Linked DNA regions of Mus musculus: region 2 is linked to region 1. Evidence: chromatin contacts called from public HiChIP or PLAC-seq data. All regions are on one chromosome and are shown on one strand. Each heading gives the region's core, a stretch centred on a gene start, on an enhancer-like site or on the middle of the called end of the contact. The rest is flanking DNA. Distances are from core to core; before and after follow the strand shown. Region 1 holds the start of Kif21b (kinesin family member 21B). Region 2 holds the start of Platr22 (pluripotency associated transcript 22).

What was found. HiChIP or PLAC-seq counts read pairs in DNA pulled down with a chosen protein or histone mark.
Region 2: an H3K27ac HiChIP or PLAC-seq map of thymic regulatory T cells shows a contact between it and region 1, with 4 times the contacts expected there. The contact joins the promoter of Platr22 here to the promoter of Kif21b in region 1. A contact is called at or near these places in 2 of 484 Hi-C or Micro-C datasets (CD4 T cells and muscle stem cells) and 3 of 115 datasets of contacts at active chromatin or transcription factors (memory CD8 T cells, pancreatic cancer cells and thymic regulatory T cells).

Annotation. Positions count from the first base shown.
Region 1 is chr1:136,129,732-136,136,080 of GRCm38.p6, reverse strand. It overlaps Kif21b (kinesin family member 21B), which reads right to left and starts at 4,691. Exons shown (of 35, transcript NM_001039472.2): 1 at 4,319-4,691. The coding sequence starts at 4,359. It overlaps Gm15850 (predicted gene 15850), which reads left to right and starts at 4,898. Exons shown (of 3, transcript NR_046170.1): 1 at 4,898-5,060.
Region 2 is chr1:136,692,592-136,699,352 of GRCm38.p6, reverse strand. It overlaps Platr22 (pluripotency associated transcript 22), which reads right to left and starts at 3,142. Exons shown (of 5, transcript NR_037986.1): 1 at 2,962-3,142. It also overlaps the pseudogene Gm24086.

The DNA.
Region 1 (6,349 bases), core at 3,442-5,941:
AGCTTCTAAAAACCCAAAAGAAAACAGCAAGGATCTGGGAGCTCAGGCCTCGGAGGTGACAGGCAGCTAAGGCACACTTGGAGAATGTGTGGTATGGTGCATCTGCATGGTGCTGTGTGTATTTCCTTCATCTCCTTTCACCACAACAGGGCAGGGCAATGAAGCATCTGAAGGAACAGAAGCAGCGACCATGACCACAGCACTCAGCCAATTAGAGGCTGGAATGAGACTCCAGTTTGGGCAGGCAAGGGCTGTCTAGTAAGCGTGTGCTTGCAAAGGAGAGTGCCCTGGGTTTGGATCCAGCCTTTTCCCCCATCCCTGCTGCCCTGTGTTTGCTCATGAGAGGAGCATCAAGTATTTGGTCAGCTGAGCATGATAGTACGAGCACAGTGCCCAGCACTGAGCAAAATTCTAAGCAATTATGGTGTTCGGTCACAGTCAAAAAATGAATGGATTAGCTGCAAATGAATTCACCTTTACTAAATAGATATTATCATTTAAACTAGAGGGACACCTCCTTAACTAAGGGATATTTGTTTAAACATTTTACTCATCCTCAATGCCCCAGGAGTCTTCTCAAGGCACTACGCTCAATCCTCTCTGCACTGAACCAGCAAGAGTTCCCATTCTCTGACAGGCAAAATGAGGTCCAGAAAGACAAGAGAGGGAAGGGTCAGACAATTACATGGGCTCTGCCCTGCCCTTTGTCCCCAGAGCTATAATAAGGGTGTCAACCTTGTGTCACCTCTGTTGGTTCCCTGGCCCCAGCCCCACCCTACCTCTGCTTGGTTGTTTTCAAAAGCCAAGAGCCAATCAAACAGGCTGGCTGGGTAGTGGAGGGGCCAATTTCCGGGGCCTGTGGTTACAACACTCCACTTCCTTATTATGATATAAGCCCTGTTTCTCAAGTAGGAGGCCACTTGCAAGACCTCAAGTCTCTACACAGCCCATAGAGGGCTCAGTTTCTCAGATCTGGAAATTGGACAGCACAGGACATAGCTGGCAGTGGATAGCACTGCTTAGCCTTGGGACCCTGAAAGCACCCACCCACACACACACACACACACACACACACACACACACACAGCCACCCCACAGTTTCTTCTGTCTTTTACTCTCCTTCCCATCCTGGCAAAGTCTTGATTAGAAATGTAGGCAGTCACTGAGCAAGACTCCAGGGAAGCCTTAATACTTGGGAAGTAGCTGAAGTGAGATATCCCAGCTAGGAGAGGGCAAGGATGGAATCCACCACTGTCCCCTGGGTCCCTGGCTGGTTGTGGGGCTGGCCAAGGCACCTCCCCCTCCCCAGCACACTAAAGGAAGGAAGCTGAGCAGAGTCAGGCAGAGATAAGGGGAAGGGGCTAGGCCACACCAAGGACTCTCTTTATGGTGAGGCTCAGAGCCAGGGTCCTGAAAGGGTCTTAAGTAAACCCATCACGTAGCCTGGCTTCCTTCCCCAATTTCAACTTTGCCTACTTAGGTTTCTTGGCTATTTCCCCCCTCGACCCCCACAGTTATAGCCCCCATTTGCCAGGGCTCTGTCTCTGCAGCATGGTGGATACAGCTCAGCCGTCTTCTCTGGCTTGGCTGCGCATCCTTTTCCCTGACCTCAGGTAAAGGCCAATCCAGCCTTTAGAGTACAGGGATTAGTGGATAAAAAGATCCCAGGCAGGCAGAGGTGGGACAGGTTGGGAATCTCTAGTGTAAGGTGGGCTAGCCTGGGTTCAAGGGCAGATGGGTCTGACTCTACCTAGCAGGGGTGAGGATTTGGGGGCCTTGTCACACCTGGCCCTCTTCCCCACATCCTGAAAGTTCCCTCTTTCTGACTCTAGGAGTCTAGGCCGCCAAGCAGCACTTTGAACACAGACAGCTTTACCTTTGTCCGGGCTGTAAATCAGGAGCCTCAGGGTCCCCTTTCTAACATCCCAGGCTGTCTTCCCATGCACACCCCTGATCAGCCCCGTCTCACTCTGCTCACAGGGCCAGATCCCAGGCCTTCACCATAAATGACTCTCATGGGAATTCGGAGAGGACTTCCAGGAAGTCAGGAAGACAGCTCTCTTTGTCAGCAGCTAGGAAACTTACAGCAGCGGGCAGTTCTCAAATCCTTGCTGCTCATAAATGTGCCACAGACTGCAGCCTCCCACCCAGCCCCTTCTTCAATGACACAGGTGGTGACACTGGAGGTGGGACATGGGAAGAGATGCTAAACCAAGGAGAATTCCCCCTAAAGCACATCGCTGGCACCATCTGCTCCTTCCCCCAGCCCAGTCCCACCCTCAGCTCTCTGATTAGAACCTGGGCTCTGTCCAGGCATTGTCTGCCTGCACGGCCGGTTGCCCATTGAGGTCTGGCGTGTGCCGGGCTGGCTGATCTAGAGCCAGACGGAATGAGTGGGCGGGGCTCTCACCTTTTTGGAGCCCTTGGAAAGGCTAGCGCTTCAGATGTTCAATTTCCACACAACTTCATATACACAGCTGACTCCAGTTAGGAAGAGCATCCCAAAGCCCTGGGTGCAGAAGGCAGCCACCAGCCCTTCTCTGTGGTAAAGGTCCCAGAAACGTCCCGATAGTCATTGTGGGAAGGAACACTAGCTTTCCCTTTATTTTCTATACAGGTGCCCATGCCCCCAGGCTCCTGAAGTGGGAACTCCAATATTTTACCATGCCAGGCCCAGACTGGGGAGTATGAATCAAGGGGGAAGGCCTTTGTTTGGCTCTCTCCGGTAAAATGGAGTCTAAAGGAAAGACCCCATGGATAGAGCACCCCGTCTCCTGTCCTGTCAGTCCAGGTTCACACTGGTTGGAGGTTGGGCTTCCATTTTCTTTTTACGGCAGGTAGCTCCCCTCTCCCCATCTGCTGTAGATGCCATATTGACATGTCTCACTCCCACCCGGCCCATGCGTGCTCCCCTTCCCTCGACCTCCAAAGGTTCCTGCTGCAATGTCAGCTTCAGTGGCAGCCTGGCTCCGCCCCACCAGCCCACCAGACACCTGCAGGGCTCCTCTTTGTCTCAGGCTGTTCAGTGCCAGGCAGAGTGTGTGCACGGGTGGTGTTCTGACTGCTGTAGGAGCTGCTGGACCAGCAGCCCTCAATCTCCCTCCCTCAGCACCTGAGCTATTATATACTAAGCCTCCGTGCCTTCTCTCTGGATTATACAGAGTTGGGGGGTGGGCATCTGCTCTGGGGCAGGAAGAGAGAACCTATCTCATCGATTTCTCTCATCTTGTCTATGAGCTTCTTCCCAGGATCCCTGGAATCTGGGTCATCTCTGACCCAGGGGATTTGAACACTTGTCTCAAGGACCTACCCTAGAATTTGACTGCTCCCCTCCCCCACTCTATAAGGCCAGAACCAGAGATGTATGTTCCTCAGTGCATCTGTGAGTTGGTGACCAGCTCACTCACATTGCTACTCTCCCACTATGTTCTTCTTAAAGAGAAGACCACAAAACACAGTCGGGAGAGCTGGTGGGAGGCATCTTCACTCTCTGCAAAGAACAGAGAGTTCAACTTTGTAGCATTTCCTGTCCCTGCACCTGTGTGCCCCTAGGAAAAGAACCCACTAAGTCCCGTCCTCTTTCCTCTTAATGTCTGCCAGATTACTTCTAATACCTACAGATATCGGGAATGGGAATCCAGATAAATCTAGGGGCCCTTCCCCCCTGCTCAGTTTCACCTTTGTGCCTGTGAATGTAGCATTAGGGTCCTGTCACCCCTTTCACCCCTTCTGGATTAGTCCCTCGGATACACCTTTTTCTTCCTCCCTAGCACCATCTCCTCTTGGGGCAGGACCAGCAGGGCTTTCTCCAAAAGCCATTGGCACCCCGTGGAAAGCCAAGGCACCATTCCAACCCTTTCATGGGTCCCACAACCGATCTTTGTCTGTTGTATCCGCTCCCAGGATGGTGAGCTGGATCAAGAGCGTAGAACTGGCTAACTGGGGTAGATGGGGGGAGGGGGGATTCCCTCCTATACCCCAGAATGAGACAGCAGCCTCATGGGGAGGACAAGAGGAAACACACAGACGCTCCGGCCTGGGCCAAAGCTGGGTGTGAAATACCGGATTTCCTTGTTTATTCGATTTTCTGATCATTAAGTGCTCCCAAGAGGGGCCAGAAATTACCACCCAAACAAAGCCACCTTCCATCAGTCCGCTGGGCCGCCGCTCCCCTGCGGCAGCCGGGCCAGCGCGCGTCGGCCCCTCCTCCTGGACTGCAGACTCCAGCTCGAGCGGTGCCCGCGCCCCCCGCCCGAGAACACGCGAGACAAAGCTCGAACCCCTCCTCGCACGCCCCTTCCCCGCCATCGACCCTTACCTGACGGCCACTTTGACGCAGCAGTCGCCCTGGCCAGCCATGGTCCTCCGGCACCAGGGTCTGGGCGCGGATCAGGGGCGGGGGTCCGGGGGCCACTGCTCCAGGCAGCGGCTGCGGCTGCAGAAGGCGGAGGCAGGGACCCTGCTAGCGAAAGCGACCTCGTAGGCTGGAGGTGACATGCTCGCAGGAGGCGGCAGAGGGGCTCAGCCGCGGCCGGCCCCACGGGGCTGGTCCCATGCGTCTCCTCCAGCCATCGCGCGGAGGTGCTGAGCTCGTTGACAGCGGGCAGTGAGACCCGCAGCTCCCTACAGCGCGGCACACGCGCGCGCACACACCTCCCACCCGGACCGCCACCTCCCGCCGCAGCGCGAACAAAGGGGGCGGGGGCCGAGCCACCTCAGGACCCACCCCCAGCCCCTCAGAGCCGCGCAGGGCCCCGCCCCTCCCAGAGGCCGCCAATAGAAGGCCCCAACGAGCAGCAGAGGCGGGACTTGAGCCTTTAAAGAGACCTCTTGGCTCCCGTCCATCGGGTGGCTGGGAGGGGCGGGGTAGGATTGGAGGGCTTGGGAGTGAAAGCGGGAGTGGCATGATGGACTCGTCCCTGGGAAGTTGACCATTCGGGAACCACGGCCCTCGAAGTCATGGTACCTCAGTCTCAGTGGGATCTTCCTTTCCTAAATGAGGAACGGGACTCAAAGAGGAACACCCCAAGGTCATACAGCGAGTCTGTGGCTAGGCATGGGTAAGAACCTGGTCTCTGGGCTGGGCGGTGTGCTGCACCTCAAAGCATCTCATAGAGATGAGCAATTTGCAATTTGAAAGAGTCAGCGAAGTGTCCCTTCTGCATTTATTTCGGTAAATCCGCCAACCTTTATTGAAGGGGATTCTTGTTGATGTGGAAGTAAATTTCCCCACCTCCACTCTGCAACATCTTTAAGCTCATAGTTTGCTTTGATGGCTGACTGGCTCAGGTTCTCCTCACTAAACCAGGGTCCCACTAACCTTTATGACCCACAGGGCCTGGTTCACACTCTTTGTGACAGTGGGGGGGGGGGGCGGGTTGTGTGTGGGGGAGTCGATGTGGGAGGCCAGATCTGCCTGGGAAGTAGTAGGAACAAAGAAGCACTTGACTCCAGATACCTGGGAGAAGCTAGAAGGCAAAGGAGGCCAGCGCTGCCATCAGAAATGTATATAAAGGATTAGCCCAGGAGACTTTTCAACACAGGGCTATGAGAAAGGAGACCAGTAATGTGAAGTCAAGTCCCATTCCAGTTCACCCCTGCACCCTCCCAGCCCCACTCTTCTCCCTGCCCCCCAACAACCAACATTAGGACCATTCACAGGGCCCCTCACCAGCTGCCCTCCCTTCCCAGGCTTCACCCAGCTCCTTCCTCTGGAAAAGGCCCAAGAGGAGGACCCAGCTGCAGCTCAAGATGTGGATGGAGACCTCTGGGGGAGGGGAGGCAGGGGAGTCTGGCTCCAAGCTTCTTGCATCAGCCTCAGATGATGAAACCCTGTGAGACGTCTTGGCTGGGATGTACGTTAGGGTCCTGAGGATCCACTTCTTGGTGCCATCATTCCCCACTCCCCACCCCCATCTGTGACTGCTCCACTCGGGAACCCAGGTGCCTGTTTGGAATAGTTTTAAGGGAAAATGTGAAAGTTAGGTCAGCTCATTCTTCCTACCCTCGTAGCAAACAGGAGGAGAGCCAGAGCCCCAGAGAGGTAGTGGTGATGGTGGTGTGTAAGGGGTCCTGGTGGGATCCTATATATTTTATTAATATTAGCATCTGAAACCCAAAGCCAGTGAATCAAATTCCTTAGAGCAAGAGACAGTGTTGGGAAATTGGGACGCTGCTCCCTGTCTTCTAACAAAAGGAGGATGTGGAGAGCTGAGCGGTGCTTACACGGGGAGGTACTTGGTGCTTTTGTTCTTGTTTGTTCTCCTAACCTTATGAGCCAGGTTCTAGCCTTCTCCCCTACCCCCAATTTTGCAAGTGGGGAAATAGTCTCATAAGCAACACACAGAAG
Region 2 (6,761 bases), core at 1,893-4,392, 560 kb before region 1:
CTCTGTGAATTCTGAGAACTGAACGCAGGCAGACCCGGGCCTTCACCTACTCAAGTGCGCAAGCAATATCTCCAGGAAACTGACAGCCTGCTGCTTTTGAAGACAATTCTCCTTCCACTCCTCAGGTTAAATATCACCATAGATCAGGGTAGCATGTCCCCCAGGTCTCACACCTCAGAATAAACAGTCATGTTTCCCAAGCCAGGCCTTTGAGCACTCCTCGAAGCTCTCCTGCAGAGAGGAGCCTGGAGCCCTTCCCCTGACCCTTTCTCTTCTGTTTTCTTCCTTCTCTTCCCCAATTCCCTTTGTTGGTAAGCTAAACTGTTCTGAGCCAAGCTAGGACTTTTGTTTTTTTCTGGTTGGCCTTCCAGAGCAGGGTTAAACCAGTTTGGCAACCTGCCCCTTCCCTCTCAGAGTTTCTCCTCTCTCCTCCTCGCATCTCAAAAAAGTGCTACTGAGGCTCACCGTCTTACCGCTCTGCAGAATCAACAGCACACAATCTGCTATAAATAAGTGAGAAAGAGCCAGAAGAGGAGGCCAGGAGAGAGAATGTGAACCCAGGGTGGTATGTGCCTGTAATCCCAGAATTCCAGAGGCTGAGGCAAGAGGATCTTGGCAACTTTGAGGTCAGCAGGGTCTATGAAGCAAGACCTTGTTTCAAAAAAAGTGGAGGCTGGGCCAGGAGAGATCGCCACCTCATCTAGCAACGGAAACGGGACTCCAATTGAGCAACCCGGGAATTTAATCATTCCCTGAAGCCGACAGGGGTGTGCCCAGGGCTTAAGGGAAGCCTATCAGGACACATTCCTGCCTTCTCTATCTCCATGCACAAGTCTGACCCTCACTGCTGAGGGCTTATCCAAAGGGCTTTTCTGAATCCAAGAAATAAGCTAACTACAATTGAGAAAATAAAGCCCAGAGCTGGAGAGATGGCTCAGTGGATAAGAACACTTGCTATTTCATAAAGGATCTGCATTTCCAGCAACTGAATGGGGGTTCACAAGCATCCAACTCCAACTTCAGGATGCACAAGATGTCCAGACCTACCTGCAAGAAAAACACTCATACACATAAAATAATAAAATAAATAGGTCTAAAAGAAGAAAGGAAAAAGGCCCAGTTGCACACTTAACCCCACCACTCAGTAGTCAGGAGAGACAAGGGCATCTCTGTGAGTTCAAGGTCAGCCTGGGTTACACAGCAAGCTGCAGGTGGGGCTACACAGTGAGACCCTGTCTCTAAGAAAAACCAAAAATGAATAGAAAGAAAACACAGGGCTGGAGAGATGGCTCAGTGGTTAAAAACACTGGCTGCTCCTGCAGAGTACCCGGACTTGATTACCAGCACCCACATAGTTTACAACTGTCTATAACTCCAGTTCCAGGGGATCCTGGACCCCTCATCTCCATGGGCACCAGGAGCACACATGTGATGTGTACCAATATATATACTTATATACACAAATAATTAAAATTATTATAAAAATAACATCCTTATATATCAACTGGCAAATGGTCACTACCCTAACACCTCCCAGGACACTGACTCCTTAACATAAGCCCCAGGACCTTAACACTTCAGCCACACTCGTAGATGGTCCAGACCATCGGTGCTAACTGTTGAATATCTATGTGTGTTGCTCTCTCAAGAAGAAAAGTCCCTAAGATAGTTTCCAAAACCTTGGGAAGCACTGGGGAGGAAGGCTGGACTTTCTTCCCTTCCCAGCACCTCCCCCGCCCGCCCTCCCCCCCCCCCCCCCGCACACCACCCCCACATCCTGCACTCTGCCAAGCCCCCCACCCCACCCCCCACCCCCCCGCCGGCACACCCCAAGCAGGCTTACCACCCTCCACCTTGCTTTTCTTTTCTTTTCTTTTTTTTTAATTTATGAAACGCTTCACAAATTTACATGCCATCCTTGCAGCAGGGGCCAGGATGTATCATTCCAATTTTAGTATATGTGCTGCCGAAGTGAGCACTCTTTTCTTTTTTTTAATTAAAATTTTCTTTTTGAGAATGTCATACATAAATAGTTTCCTCCCTAATTGGGAGTCCCAGTGCTATTATTAGTTTTGGGTTGGTTTTTTGTTTGTTTGTTTGTTTGTTTAGTTTTTCGAGACAGGGTTTCTCTGTATAGCCCTGGCTGACCTGGAACTCACTTTGTAGACCAGGCTGGCCTCGAACTCAGAAATCCGCCTGCCTCTGCCTCCCGAGTGCTGGGATTAAAGGTGTGCGCCAGGTTGTTTTATTTTTTTAAGTTTTTTGCTCTTTTTGTACTGGGACACAGAGCTACACATCAGCCTCAAAAGGCTAGTTTTTCATATCTAATGCATCACAGAACTCTCTAGAATCTCCCTATTTATACTGCAGTGTCACCTACACACACACATACAGTGAAGTCATACATCTTTACGTGCACAGCACCAAGAAACTAGAAACATCTAACATCCTATCTGTGAGAAATATGGAGAATTCTTACACCACAAATTCAAAAAAGGCAAAGAAAACACAAAACACATATAATTTGGGGTTTCCCATACGTTCCTGGATCAAAAACAACATCTAAGGTTGCTATTTTAAAGCCAAATTAAAGTGTTGATGTATATGTGTGTGTGTGTGTGTGTGTGTTTATGACAGGAAACGTCCCTAACAATAACACTTTATTTCCTGCAAACTACAAATAAATTCCATGCATTCCCATGCTTACTTTGCTCTGGAGCCCAGGGCCACTGACTCAGAGTCCGAGACCTCCTGTGTCATTGAGAAGAAAGTTTCTGTTAGGGCCCTAAGGTCTTTCTCAATGTTTTGAACCACTTAACAAAGAATTTGACAAACTGAGATACGTGAAACCTTAGTCACCAAGGACGGCTTCTACGACCTCAGTCTACAGGTATTTTTACCGAGCCATCCCTGAGTCACCAGGCTCTGTAAAAAACTCCAGTATGATCTTGTTTCACTAACCTTCACATCTTTTCCTAACGGAGCTTGCCGCCGGTGGTCACGTGGTACTGATCCTCTTCCTTTTCGGGGCGCAAGCAGCAGAGATTCAAGGCAGTCCGGTAGCCCGATCCGCACCCACACAAAAGTGTTTGGTAATCGCTAACTAAACAAAGAGGAAACGGCCAGGCCTGAAGCCACATTCCCAAACTGATTCCTCGGAACATTCCTCCTTAGAGGTGCCTGCTGACCCAGGGCGGTGGCTAACCCCCTGCTGTGCACAGGAATCCACCAGGCCCACATCTTACAAGCCTCTCACTCAGCGGTCCCCAAACTTACTGGACACTCCCTTTTCTCTAGCATCGTCATTAACATTCCACCTGTACCTTAGGCCTTGCCTGTCTGGTCAGTTCTGCTGAATTCACAGCCCCAGGTATTGTGGGTAATTATCCCTTGCTTACTCCAGGAGTAGTCAGAAGTCAGGATGTCCGTTTGTTTTTGATGGAGGGGACTGGGCCTCAGGCATGCCTGGCTTTCCTCTACCACCGAACTTCCTACCTGTTAGAATTTATGTCCTTTGGTGGGAAATGCTCAAATCCAAAATCCATTGGTCTGTCACTACCAGTTTTCCAGGGGAGACAGGGTGAGGTAGCCTCGCTTCCTACTCACCTCTTTCCTGGCATTACAGAATATGCCAATTCCTTGGCCTGGCACTTGACCTACATGACTGAGAGCTTACAAACAGGAGTTGCAGTCTGAATTCAGAGTCCAGTCTCCTCTGTTTAATAGACCTTGGGCAAATTGTTTCACCTCTCTGAGCTTCAAGGTTTCTATCTGTGAAACAGAATAAAAGGTACCTGGCTTTTGAAAGAAAGGTTTTTTTCTAGAGCAGATTAAATTGGCTACGTAGCCGGGCAGTGGTGCCACATGCCTTTAATCCCAGCACTTGGGAGGCAGAGGCAGGCTGATTGCAGAGTTCAAGGCCAGCCTGGTCTACAGAGTTCCAGGACAGCCAGGGCTATACAAACCCTGTCTCAAAAAAAAAAAAAAAAAAAAAAAAAAAAAAAAAAAAAGTGGCTATGTAAAGCCTGAAGTATGCTGGCTCTGGGGCACACGCCCTAAGTGCCAAGAGCTGGTTTTCCGGTGCCCTTGGCCCATCTTTAGTTAATACAGCTTTAACACCTGGGACAGAAGACAGAGGAAATGGAAAGTTGGGCTGGAAGGGGAAGAGGGCGCCTGCGGAAGCATTTTACAATGTGAAGTGAGGTCAGAGGCACAGACACAAAGATCAAAGCCTCGCAAAGTAGGAGGTGGGTGTGTCCCAGTCTGAGGAGCCAGGTCCTACCTCCAAAACCTCCCCGCTGCACTAAGCACCCAAGGATGGGACCTCTTCCCTTTCTCCCCTCACAGTCACCAAAGGCCATCGCAACCAAAGGATGAGAGCTGAGGGCAGGCACCGAATGCACTTCCCTAACCACAGAGACAGAGTTAAACATTGTTTTAAAAGGGGTGTGCTCAGCAAGTATTTGTCGAATAAATAAAAGCTTTGCGTGAAGGAGAGTTAAGTATGCCCGTGACTAACTGAGATTAAAGAAGCATTGGGGACTGCCATTTCTCTTCACCCTGAGAGGAAGAGTTAAGTTTATGGTTCAGGACATAATGTCTGCTACTGATAACCAGCTCTGTAGAATGAAAGCAATCATAAACAATATGTAAATGACTAATGCAGCTATGGCCAGTAAAACTATATTTGTTTATATATTTATATAGATGTGTATGTTTGGGTATATATATACATATGTATATATATATGCAAAAATGAATATACATGCAGAATCACACAGAGAGATTCAACGTTTGAATGATCTCATATGTTAAGACTTAGGATTTTGGGGCTGGTGAGATGGCTCAGTGGGTAAGAGCACCCGACTGTTCTTCCGAAGGTCCAGAGTTCAAATTCCAGCAACCACATGGTGGCTCACAACCATCCGTAACAAGATCTGACTCCCTCTTCTGGTGTGTCTGAAACAGCTACAGTGTATATTACATATAATAAGTAAATAAATCTTTAAAAAAAAAAGACTTAGGATTTCTTTTATTTATTTATTTATTTATTTATTTATTTATTTATTTATTTATACTCCAAAATTTATTCCCCTCCTGGCCCACCATCTGACTGTTCCACATCCCATACCTCCTCCCATCCCATCCCTGTCTCCACAAGGATGTCATCCCCCCACTCCCAACCCTGCCTCTCCTGCCTTAGGTTTTTCTAACCACTTAAAAACTTAAGAACCAAGCCGGGTGTGGTGGCACACGCCTTTGATCCCAGCACTTGGGAGGAAGAGGCAGGCGGGGATTTCTGAGTTCGAGGCCAGCCTAGTCTACAAAGTGAGTTCCAGGGTAGCCAGGGCTATACAAAGAAACCCTGTCTTGAAAAAAACAAAAACAAAAAAACAAAAAACAAAACACTTAAAAAAAAAAAAAAACAGCTGGGTCTGGGAGATTACAGGAAGTTAAGAAGTTGGAACAGGAGGATTGCTGTACATTCCAGACCACCCTGGGCTATAATATGGGACCCTGCCTCAAACAGACAAAAAAATGTAGAATCCATTCTTGGCTCACAAACCTTTATGAGACTAGGTGGTGATCAGATTTGACCCTGAGCCAAATTCTGCTTAGGAAATGACAGGAGATACGAAATTACAAGAGATACAACCATAAGGAAATGTCAACTGAGTATGTGCTATGTGCTGGGACCTGCTAAGTACTACTGATTGCCACAGTCCGGAAGAGAACCCTGCAGTCCCTGCCCTTAGGAAGCTTAGCGTTCTAAACAAACAAGATAGCTGGCTGGCTCCTTGGGAAGAGAAAAGGATCGGGCAATTACAGGCTCAGCTAGGCCAGGTCAGAGGTCTGCTCTCTCCTCTGTGGCCCCCAGATCCGATCTAATGCACTAGATCCCAGTGGGGTACCATCTCTACTCACAGCTGGTAGCAGCGGAAGCCAGGGCACAAACCTTGATTTGTCTCCAAGCCTGAGACTTGGCAAGAGTCAGGAGTCCCAGGTCCGAATCTTCCCTCTGCTGGATTCCTAGCCTCAGTTTCAACGACAGGAAGGACAGACAACAATCAGGGCTGTGGAGAATGGTGGTGCTCACCCAAGCGCCTGGCACGGTTTGATGAACATCAAGATGACTTCTCCCTCTTCCTTTCCTTCCTCTTCTCCTTCTTCTGCCTCTTCTTTTTCTTGTATATTTGAGGCAGGCTCTCACAGTGTAGCCCTGGCTGGCCTCGAACACACGCTCTGTAGACCAGACTGGCCTCAGACTCACAGAGATCCATCTGCCTCTGCCTCTCAATTAAAGGCATGGGGCAGCATTCCAGGGTCTTCTTCCTCTTCTTCTTCCTCCCCTTCTTCCTATTCTCCTTCTGATGGCTTCCACTATGCTGCTCAAGCCACCTTCAAACTCATAGGAATCCTCCTGCCTCAGTCTCCCGAGTGCTGAGGTTACAGACTGGTGCTGTGACACTCAGGTTTGCTGGGTGATTGGAAATGATCCTGCTTGCCTGCCCGACTGGCAGTATTAACAAAAGTTACCAGGTTGGGACTGTTTCCCCAGTGGTCACTTACCGAGTTCAGTTCAATTACTTTTACGGCTAATCTGAACTTTGTAATGTGAGCTTTGCAAACAGTGTGGAGGCTGCTGAAGGGGTTACTGACTTTGCATCAACTCACACCCCAAACAAAGCAGCCAACATTGGGCACTGCCACGATAATAACCACGGTTCTGCCCTTACCCTCAGCCTTGACCTTGGGATAGC